Regions from separate parts of the Gossypium hirsutum genome. Here region 2 is linked to region 1. The links are chromatin contacts, called in public Hi-C maps. All regions are on one chromosome and are shown on one strand. The core of a region is the stretch at or near the end of the contact, and the rest is flanking DNA. Distances in the headings are between cores, read along the strand shown.

Region 1 (5,837 bases), core at 270-2,769:
TCTATTGATATAAGAAAAGAGAGAGAGTAAATTTTTTATATATTAGTGATTATTTACTTAGGTGGTATATAAAAAAATGGTGTTACATTAGTGGTGGAAGGTTAATTCTCAATTTACTTCTGATAAAAAAAAAGTTAAATGGAATAAAAGCGTAAAAGTTCAAGGATAATTTGTTATTTTTCTTATATATAAGCATTTAGGGAGTTTAATAAAGACTATTTTTATCATTCATTTAATAATTATACCGCAGGTTATTCTAAAATAATGTTATTTCTATTTTGGTCCCTCTAAATTTTTTTGTCAATTTAATCACTCTAATTATGATAATTGCTCAAATTGGTTATTGCCATTAAAATTTTCATTAATCTATTAACGAATTGCTAACATGATTTTTTTTTTTACTTTTGATTGATGTTAAGTACCCTTATAACTAGTCCAAAATACTATTTTTAATTAGTTTTCATTGCTTGTTTGATAATTTCTGGACAGTTTTTTTTGTTTGGTATCATATGAGCTTTTAGAAAAATAACTAAAATCCAACACTTGTTTCCCAACTTCATTAATCCCAGTATTATAGACTCCTAGTGGATTCTCTTGTAGAAGGTGATTGCTTTCTGTCACCTTTCAAGCTCTTGTTCGGGTTCCGATGAAGGCGATGGTTGCTTTCGTTTAAGTTTATACTTTTCTGATACCTTTTCAAGCTCTTCTTTTTCGGGTTTAGCAATCTGCTTTTCGCGTTCCAATGACTGTGATGGTGGCTTTCGTTTAAGCTTATAGCTTTCTGTCACCTTTTCAAGCTCTTCTTCTTCGTGTTTATTCCTTTTGTTACTATTTTTTTTTTCGATGACGGTCATTTTTGTAGAAGTTTATAGTTTTCTTTCACTGTTTCCTTTTTCAAATTGATTATGGTAGTATGATAGTGGCTGATTTAGATTCATATGGAACTCCAAAAGATGATCAAAATCTTCCCCAAAAGCTAAATGTTCTCAACTAGGAAAAGTTAAGCATTGGAGAAAAAAAAAGAGAGTTTTGGATTAATTATTAAGAGATCCCTAAATTTAGTCAAAAGTAAAAAAAATATCACATCAATAGTCCGTTTAGGGAATTAAAGGAATTTTTACAGGATGATTAATTCGAGCAATTATCTTAATTAGAGTAATTAAATTGACAACAAAAATTAAGGTGACCAAAATAAGAATGGCGCTATTTTAGGATGATATGTGTTGTAGTTTACCCTTCCTCTAATGCACATGGATTACTTTACCTATTTTTCAATATAGGGATCAAAATGTAATTCAAGATATAATATAAGGATTGTTATGGTAGTTTTACCTCTATAATACTCAAGCTAATCGCTAGATCGATGATGAAATACTTAAATTGATTCATTATTAATACCTTAATGATTCAATTAAAACGTTTCAGAGTTTGTATACCAATTTACAATCGGGACCATAATTTGAGGATATCAATTGGAATTAACCCTTTTAAAATCGAAAAGTATGTTCAAATCTTGCATTGGCTCTCAGGCTCAGCTAATGCAAATCTGTTCATCCCCCTTTCCGTTTCTGAATTCCACTCTATTGATTTAAGGAAATTAGGGTTTTTGAACGTTTCCTAATTCAAAATCCTAAAAGATGGCGCCTCTGACTTGCACCAAACTGTCTTTAATCACCATAGCCGGAGTCGTAACTCAAGTCATCGGCCTTTCCTTTTTCGTCTTCGGCTTTTTCCCGGTAAAACCGGCTCTTCCCGGCACCAGGTAAACACTTTGTTTCATTCGAAAACGAAAGAATATCTCATTTTCAATTTGAAATCAGATCACAATTCTAAACAATTCAATTCAATTTTTTCTTTTTTTGTTTTAAATGTTTTGCTTTATCTTCAGTGGTTCGGAGAGTTTTTACGTGCCGGCATGCGACTTCGTTAGCAATCAAAGCGACACGACCTTGCCGTCCGATCAACTCAAATCATTATATCAAGTTCGTTCTAATAGAGTTTTTAATCTAAAATAAATGAAAATAAATAAATAAACGAACCGTGCCTTTCCAATTGCTTTGAAATTCTGAAGACCGTTCTTTTTTCTGTGACTTAGGAATTGTCGGGGATTCCTCCTTCGTTTGATAGACTTATTTTAATGGTAAGTTAGTTTTAGTTAGTTAGTTGCTTAGTTTGTTTCTGTTTAAAGGGTTAATTTGAGTTTTTGTTGTATAATTTACAAGGAGTTTAGTTTAGTGTAGATTGTAGACGGTCTTCCAGCAGAATTCGTGTTTGGAAAAGATGGGAAACCGCCTAATAAGCAATTTAAGGAGGCAATGCCTTATACTCAGTCATTGCTAGCCAGTGGATCGGCTATTGGTTACCATGCTAAGGCTGCCCCTCCTACTGTAACAATGCCTCGATTAAAGGTGTGGACTTTTCTGATTGTTCCTAAAGGAGAAATTGTTACATATATCCATCCTATCACATTAGCTGTTGCGCAGCATGCATGGGGCCACAAAATTTCATTTGCTTGAACAAGTCATGCCAGCATCCTGAATTGTTTGGTTTGCAACTGATATGGAAACAACTAATCTAACTCCTTTTAAAAATATATGAAGTTATATGTTTTTCTGGAATATGGTTTTGGCCTCACGGTGTTAGCTTGTGATTGTAGGCTATGGTCTCTGGTGCAATTGGTGGATTCTTGGATGTAGCATTCAATTTTAACACACAGGCTATGACAGATGACAATCTTCTTGGTTAGATTTAAAGTTACCTTGATGTTCTGTAATGCAAGAGTACGTTTTACTTTTAATGGATCTATTGAGGGGCTTCATTATTCACTCATATGGCAGGTCAGTTTTTCAAGATTGGCCGGAAAATGGTGATGCTCGGTGATGAAACATGGCTTAAGTTGTTTCCTGGGTTATTCAAAAGGCATGATGGTGTTAGCAGCTTCTATGTATTTCTCATTCTTGGCATGCAGTGTTTTATCTTTATCTGTAAAAATTATGTGAGCAGATTCCTGACTTTACATAATTTGTTATTGATACAGGTGAAGGATACTGTGCAAGTAGATCAAAATGTTTCGCGACATTTGGGAGATGAACTTAGTAAAGATGACTGGGATCTTTTGGTTAGCATTTTTTATTTTCCTTGATCTAAAAGGAAATATCTTGTAATATTGTTATATTGATGTTTGTCCCCATCTCAGTTTTTTTTTTTTTTACTTTATTATTATTATAATTGGAGAAACATAATACTCAAGACACCAAAGGTTGCCAGCTTAGGTACTCTCTAGTTTCTACTTTTCTAAGTTAAGATGTTCGTGGTTACCACTGTTTACATTCATGCTACTGTGCTGGTGCTGCCTAGGTTGGTTTCTGTGTTTTTCTTGTTCTTATTTGTCTCCATCCTGTTTGCTGAGCTTAGTTATAAATCCAATATAATTAATAAACTATTCATTGACTGCTTTGAAGATTAACTTAACATACCAATCTTAGGTGCTATGTTGGAGTTCAATATGATCAAACGTCATAGTTGAAAACCATTAATAATGTTATGCAGAGTAAGAGGGACATGAATGTAGTATGATGTCATGAAAGTACTCCAATAACTACACATCAGTTCCGGTACATTCTATATTGACAACAGTAAAATAGGCTTCACAATGCCATAAAAGAAATGGCTCTAGATTGAGCAAGAATGAGAGTAGATTTCCTGTTTGTATGGTTTTCTCTTTTTAATTTGATAGGATTTATTATGTTAGGTTGGGCCTGCTTATTGTTGCATTCTCTTCATTATTTTTACTTCCATTGCTCACCTTGATTCAGATCTATTATGTTATTATAATGTTAAGCATCAGCCTGATTGTGCCTTTGTTTTAAGCCTTCTCTGTTTCTTCTGCTAAATTAATGTTCTTGTTAAACTCTTTGTATGCTGAGAATTAGAAGCTGCTATTTGTCATGTGAAAGTTTCTCAAATTGCATTATTTGCTATATTTAGATATTCTGAAAGCTAAGTTGAAAATTGGATTGTTGAATTGTGGTTTTCTTGGTGGTATACTTTACCTCCATTGTAGCACATTTTAATTGGTGCTGTTTGCAGATTCTGCACTATCTAGGATTGGATCATGTTGGACATATTGGTGGGCGGAACAGGTATTACATTATATGATTTTACCTTTATCTTCATTTGAACTAAATTGCAGTTTTATTCTTCAATTTAGGCTACAATTGGATTCTAAGGCAATATATTCTTGATATGCATTTTCATTCTCAGCAGTTACATGGGACATTTAATCAAAACCAAAAGGAGTGATGTTTGTTGCAACAGACACATGCATAGAGAAACATGTCATTAAAACCTAAATGACTGATATTTGTTGCTATCTATACATGTATAACTAATTATGTTACACTACCTACATTTAATTATGAAAATGCAGCTTCTTGGCATGAGTTGTGTTTTACACGATGATCAATAAATTGTTTTATTTTGCCTGTTTCGTTATGGGATAAATAGGTAAATATATCCTTTTCTCTAATTTTTCCCCTATGGAGATTAATTCCTTTTCAAAGTTCTGTTCTTTGTTTGGCTTGGATCAAATTGTATTTATGGGTCTAGATGACATGCAAATTTGCTGGATAAAGTAATGACGCATACAGTAAAGAGCAATAGAACTAAAAATATAGAAATGGGTTATTACATGATCTACAATGTGAGCTTGTCAACATATTGGCGAATTTTATTTACTAAGAAGTGCAAATATATATATATATTTAGAAAATACTAAGAAGTGTAAATATAAGATTTATGTATTTGGCTAATTTATGCCTTCCATCAGCGCAGCTTTTTCTGCTTCTTTTTTTTTTTTTTTTGTGGGGGGGGGGTGGGGACATTATTTGTCATTTACTCTTTACCTAGTAGCACTGCATGTTGGATGATTCAAAAAACCAATCTCCACTTTTCCTATTAAGGCTATTTTCAGGATGCTTTGTGTTTGTGGTGTAAAATATTTTATATGTCTAGGATCGGATGCAGTGTAATTGTCAATGCAGTATCCTTATATCACCATTTGGAGCAAAATGCATGATTGAGGTGTAATGTGATTAAGGATGGTAAAACTCGACCTGCTCCAAATGGGGAGGTTTTTACTTTTTATTTTTATTTTTTAGCCATGGAGACAGGCAGTGGAGCGGGGCAGTTTTGGTAAATTCTTGCTTTGCACTGCCTGGCCACACCTTTTAAATTTACTATTTTACCCCTTAAAAGATTTTATGTACCCTGTATATATTTTAAATATGTGCTAGATATATGTACTAAAATAATATATATACAAGAATTCACATACATCATATTTATACTAAAGAATTATATATATTGAAAGTATATTTATGAATAAATTATCTTAGATACTAATATAAATATAAAAATCATAAGTAAAAAAGTGCGAAAGAGCAGTGTTGAGTGGGTTGTGGATGTAACCAACATCCATGGAAATGGATGTTTTCAATATCTATGCAAGTGGTGGATATAATCGTCCTGCTCTATTGCAATCCCTAAATGTAATCAAAACTCAAAGATGCTTGTAGAATTTACCCTTCTTTTTTATATGACTTTTCCTTATTTTGTTACTTGATATTCATATTGGTTCCCATAGTGGGAAAAGATTTATAACATCAACAGACCTCATTTACATGTTTATTCATCTTTCTTAGTGTATTGATGACCCCAAAAATGAAGGAGATGGATGAGGTGGTGAAGTTGATCCATTCAAGTATTAATCAATCCCAAGGAAATGGCCTAGGGCGGACACTTTTGGTTTGTGCTATTTAGTGCTTCTTGAATTATTG
Region 2 (5,916 bases), core at 2,181-4,680, 180 kb before region 1:
TTTATTAACAAGCATTAAGCAGGGCTTAAACTGCTTAATTGATTTCTTTTATTTTATGAAGAAAGAGACTTCAAAATACTATAATTATTGGCCAGCTATTTGCTACTTAGAGGGGCCATCGGCTCCATTTATTAATCCCACAAAATCTTTGCATCTTTCATATTCAAGATCTAGTTGCATTATTGCATAAAATAGTAAAATATTTATTAATACTTAGTGATATTGACTATGATGATATATCAAATGTAAAATCATTAAAATAACAATTATTGTTAAACCTGACAACGAAATTATGTAATAATTTATAGGCTGTGGCATATGCAAGAACTTGGAAGGAGTGGCTTTGGATGTCCACCAGCTTGATTTCTTTTTCTCTTCTTTTTTTCAATTATTCCTCCAATCTTTATACTTGAAATTTATTCTGTTTGCTTTTAGTTCAAGTATTTGATTGGTAATTATAATACTTACCCAAGTAAAACTAAATAGTTTTACATTTTTTTATTGATCAATATTAAATTTCTAGTTAAAATTAAAATTCTATTTTAGTTAAAAAAAAGTTAAGTATGTTAAAGATAATTTTTTCTATTGTTATTCGTAGTAGTTGTTTACTTTATCCCTTAACCATCTGATAAGGGATTTGATCTCTGCCCATCAAAATAAAACAAGATTTCATGACCAATCGTTTATCTTTTTAGAAAGTACTTACGAAAAAAGAATTAATCATTATTACCATTGATAAATATCTTAATTTTGATTTTTTTTATTGAAGTCAGTATGAATTTTAGAGATACAACTAATTTCTAGTCATCACGTCACCATAGCTCTCTTCTTCCTTGCGTTTACGTTTAATTCTGGTCATTTTCATATAAAATTATATGTTTATGTTTTCCTTTCTTTTCTATTTTTCTCTTCTTCCTTATTTTACATTGAAATTAAATAAAAGTTTATTAACTAAAAATTCCCTTTTTACCAACTAAATATAAGAGTTCAAAACTAAAAGTTCATCTTTCAAATTTGTTATCAGTAGACTGAATAGTTTTTCAACTCATAGTTGAAAGGTAACCTTCGCGAATAAAAATGAAATTGAAAGAATGGAACTATATAATTCAAAAAAAAAAAGTAATAATTACTTGTTGTAAGTGGTACATGACAAGCTCTATTAATACAACAAAGGCTTCAACCTCAACATCATAGAACATTATGACACATTGACAATTGACTCTGTCACAACTCAAGGATGATATATCTAGAGTGATTGCAAGCACTTAATAGGATAAGGAATCAACTTTGAACGGTTCAAAGCGACGGGTAAAAATCGAGCATCAATTAAATTGGAGAGGACAACGACAAAACCATCCTTAAAATCACTTGTAAAAGCAAGATTACATGCATAAAATAAGACTAAAAACGTGCTACAAAAGTAAACAAAAATCTCTAAAAGTGAAAACTTATTAAATAATAAAAATAAACAAAAGAACATATAAAACTTAAGACGTGTCTAAATCGACTCGTGAAATCATTTATTATTCTGAAATACCTTCAAAATAGAAACAAATTAAGAAGCTGATAAAAAGCCACCCACTTTCTAAGAGAAACTGTTGATGGCTGGTGGAGTTTCAGCGACGATAGGCAATGTCATTTGTCTATCACAACTTGTGAAGACAGCAGAGACATCCACAAAATAGATCTGCAAACTAAAAGAGAGAAAACACATGGAGTGACTGAGAATAAGAAAAAAAAAACGAGGAAATTGATGGGAGGGAGAGAAAAAAGGTGGGCAGTAGCCGGCCCAAAAGCTAACATCGCGGTTAAGCAAAACAAAATAGAAAAAATAATCAGACTTAGAGAAAAAAAGGAGAATTTTAAAAAATAATAATATTTAGCATTTAAAAACATTCACATAAATTTAATTAAAAAAATGGAATCTTTAATAAATAAGAAGTTAAGAGTTAGTTATGATATACATAATTAAATTTTAATATTTAAAAATAAAGTAATTATATAATTTTCTTTTATATTTCTTGCTTATGAAAAAATAAAAAATAAATTAATATAAATTTTAACGTTTTTCCTCTATAAGTGTCAAACCTTCCTTTTAAATAAATTTATTTAACTAAATATTTAAATAAAATAAAATTTTTATTTATAAATGTTATAAATCTTATGAATAGCAAAGAAAATTTTAAAATGGTAAAATCAATAATACAATGAACAACAAACGATTAATTTGTTTAAAAGTTTCTCTAACCTAACGTTTATATATATATATATATATATATCATTTTTGTTCATTCTTTTCAATCGAATTAGATCTATATAACTGCAACATTTATTAAGATATGATTTAAGCTCAATTTAAGTCAAATTAGATTAAATCGTACTATTAAATTAAGGAAACTCAAATTATCGTGACAACTAAAACCAAACCTAAATTTAATTTCAATGAAATTTGAGATTAATTAAACTCCAAATTACGTTAGATTTGATATTAAAAGCCTAGGAATTTTGTAGTGATTTCCCAACTTGTCAACATTGTAGCATTTGGACCATGATTTAAGGCTAAGTTATATATTATAGACTGTAGTGGGTGTACCTCAAAATTCTAAAGAAAAAGTGCGAAATTAAAGATCCCCTAATACTAAGAAACAAAGTTCATTGAGTTGAATGAATTATATTTAAGATATTTAACTAATTATAATCCATTGTTAATCAAATTGTATCTTTTAGAAACCAATGTTATATATTTAAATTTGTAAAGATTATATTTTTATATTTAAAATATAATTTATATACTCAAATTAAGTTTTACAAATAATTATTTTTTTTAAAATTTTTAAATTTCATATTTCATATATCAAAATACTAATAGTAGGTTACAATAAATTTGTTGATACACAGGATCAACAGAGACAAAGGAGGAGGAGAGGGGGTGGTGTCGAGGGAGGCCGGTTCACCCACTCTAGAGTTGAAAGCCAAAAAAGTAAATAAACTTAGGATGAATGCTTAACGTATCAGGGTCTAGAAAAAAAAAGAGTCTTTATTTTTTTTGGCTTTCAACCCTAGAGTGGTTGAACTGATCTTCTTCGATACTGCCCCTCTCCTTCTCATTTACCTCCATTGATACTATGTATCAACAAAATTATCTTTTATTGAAATGTCACAAATTTAAATGTCATTTAAATATATATTTTATTTTATTTCTTAAAAACATTTTTAACACCAACATCAAACATTTAAAACTTAAATTAAAGCTTTAAAAGTGTTATTATGAAATTGGAATTCCTAAGTTTGGTAGAGAGATGAAAAAGGAGTAGGTGTGTTCCAAAGGTGAGAAAAGAAAGATGGGACATTAGCAACAAAATGTCAAGGCTTGTAAAAGCAATGCCAGCAACCCGACACGTAGCAATAATGGACTTTTATATAATTAAATAACTAACCTTCCCAAAACTCCAAAAGAATCTCTTTCGTATTTAAAAACTTCCAGCTGAGGGTGCCAAAGATTCCCTCGATTCTTCCCTAAAGGTTAAAATATGCATAATCAACCATGTTTTACATTTCAATCCTCTCACCCTTAATTTATCTCCCCCACCTCGCTTTTCCTTCCGTTCCCACTCTCTTTGCTATTCACTAGAGCAAAAACAAGAGAGAAAGCCAATACGCATACATATATATAGCAGGATGATGCTCGGAAAACGCTCACGTCAGTCGATCAAGAGGACGACAAGCATGACGGGCATCACCGTCGATGTCGTCGACCACCACCAAGACCCAATCATATCCCATCCTCCCCCTCAAATCCACCCTTTGCATGAATCCCCCGACGCTAACTCCCGTTACGATCAACGCTTCTTGGCCATGGTGTCGCCCAGAAACCCAGCTTCTTTTACTAGCCATGTCATCGACAGCGGCACCACTGCCGCTGCTCCTTTTTTGCGAGCTTGTTGGCTTTGTAATCGCCGCTTAGCTCCTGGTCGTGACATATATATGTATAGGTATTCTTCTCCTTTCATCCAGTTTCATTTATTTTCTTTTAAATTTTATTGAAAATTCAGATCATATATATTAAGATTGAATCTAAAGTTGTATGAACAAGAAAAGAAAGAGAAAAAAATTATATTTCTCTTTCTTTCCATCCAAACAACATTTAAACCTCCCTTAGAACTCCGTCTTTGCTTCTTACCTTTTTTTAAAAAATTTATATTAATATATGGTATCTAGAAGTTATATGTAGAATTATAATTATTAACAGAGAATTAAAGCCAATATTTGGGTTGAATTATTTGTCAAATAATGAAAAAGAATAACATTATTGCAGGGGGGATACAGCGTTTTGTAGTCAAGAGTGTAGAGAAAAACAGATGAAGCAAGATGAAAGAAAAGAAAAGCTAAACGGCTAGAGTTGTTTGAACCAAATTCTAACAGATTATTTGTAAGTTAAGTTAAACAAAATATATCTTATAGAAACAAGATTTAGTTTTTATGAGTATAACATATTTAGTATTTATTAACATAATATATTTGACTTTGATTAAAATTAAGTTTTTTTCTACCTATATCAAAATTCTCTTGTAATTATTCGAATTTGACATAATGAATTTTCTTCTCCTTTGCCCATGATTTTTTCTTGAAACGGTTTATACATAAAAATCTGTATGTTATTTATTTATTATTTTTTTCGATATATTATCATTACTAACGTTCTATTTTCACATAAACATTAATACTTCAAAGAAAGAAGACCGCCATGCCCATTCCTCTTCAACCACCACCTCCTCCAAGACTTCTAAAGCGAAGCTTGTGATTGCTGCTTGAACTTTGAAGAAAGTAGATGAATGAGTAATTTCGATAGGAATTAAGCCAAAATCCAAACCCAGCCAGCCTCAGTAGAAGAAGAGTAGAAATCAATGGGCTTTCGTCATATATAATCGTGGGTGCAGTTAAATTATTATAAAGAAGTGGATGGTGATGCAAATAGCCAAAGCTTTGAGGTTCTTATATATGGATTCCAATGTTATAACACTTTCTTATATAGTTTCCTTTTTTTACTACCACCATCACTACTTCCACTATATATTCAACCCATCAATTATTAATGTCACAAACAAATGAATCATTACAATAAAAGAAAATCTCATCTTTAAATTATAATTTTCTTTATCAAAATCTAATGTCAAACATAACTTTATATTTATCACCTTAATTCTATTCAAATTGTTGCCATTTTAGTACAATGAACAAAGTTAAAGATTTTCACTGAGAAAAAAAAATTGGATTAATTAGAAAATCTCAAACTTGGGACTTTACCTTCTTTTTTCTTTTTTTACTTTTAACTATTTTATATCTTTAATTTTCTCATGCATATTTTCTTTGTTTTGTTTTTTTCATTTTAGCGTTACCAAATAAAATAAAAGTAAAGGTGTAAAGAGTTGAAAATTAAGTACTAAATTTTTAATATTAAATTTTATAATCATTGAATTTATATTATAAAATTATTTGATATATTATTAAAAGTTAAACACTAAATGTAATTATTTTTGCTTGATAATAGTATATCGTTATTTTTGAAAAATCATTATTTTATAATTTTAATCTTACTAATAATGTCTAATTTAAACTTACATTTAAACCTTATGAATAATTAAGGAAAAAGAGCCAAGAGTGCTTTGCTTAGAATCCTAGTGAAAGTAGTAACTACTGCCGCTTGGGATGGAGGAAACTGGTGGCGACGATAGGGTGGGAGGCGATGAGATCTCCCTTCTAGAAGAAGAACTCATCCAATTATATGTTAAGTGTTCGATGGTGGTACCAAACGTGAAACCAACTCTGCTTTGCACAATATGGACAGAAAAAATCCTAAAATCCGGATAGTTTTAGGGCACAGATGAAAAGCATCTAAAAGACGAGGAAAAAATTTGA

What was found. Hi-C and Micro-C count contacts between places; a contact is called where the count stands out from the background.
Region 2: a Hi-C map of leaf shows a contact between it and region 1, with 1.9 times the contacts expected there. The contact joins the promoter of LOC107950395 here to the promoter of LOC107950408 in region 1. A contact is called at or near these places in 4 of 34 Hi-C or Micro-C datasets (all in leaf).

The regions. Positions count from the first base shown.
Region 1 is chrD03:5,797,742-5,803,578 of Gossypium_hirsutum_v2.1, reverse strand. LOC107950408 (GPI ethanolamine phosphate transferase 2) reads left to right here and starts at 1,519. Exons shown (of 17, transcript XM_016885250.2): 1 at 1,519-1,762; 2 at 1,889-1,982; 3 at 2,096-2,140; 4 at 2,241-2,408; 5 at 2,657-2,741; 6 at 2,838-2,944; 7 at 3,038-3,118; 8 at 4,090-4,142; 9 at 5,703-5,805. The coding sequence starts at 1,638.
Region 2 is chrD03:5,983,145-5,989,060 of Gossypium_hirsutum_v2.1, reverse strand. LOC107950395 (FCS-Like Zinc finger 6) reads left to right here and starts at 3,430. Exons shown (of 3, transcript XM_016885241.2): 1 at 3,430-3,992; 2 at 4,316-4,429; 3 at 4,732-5,163. The coding sequence starts at 3,679. The coding sequence ends at 4,397. LOC107950396 (a long non-coding RNA gene) reads right to left here. Exons shown (of 5, transcript XR_005911112.1): 5 at 4,732-5,916.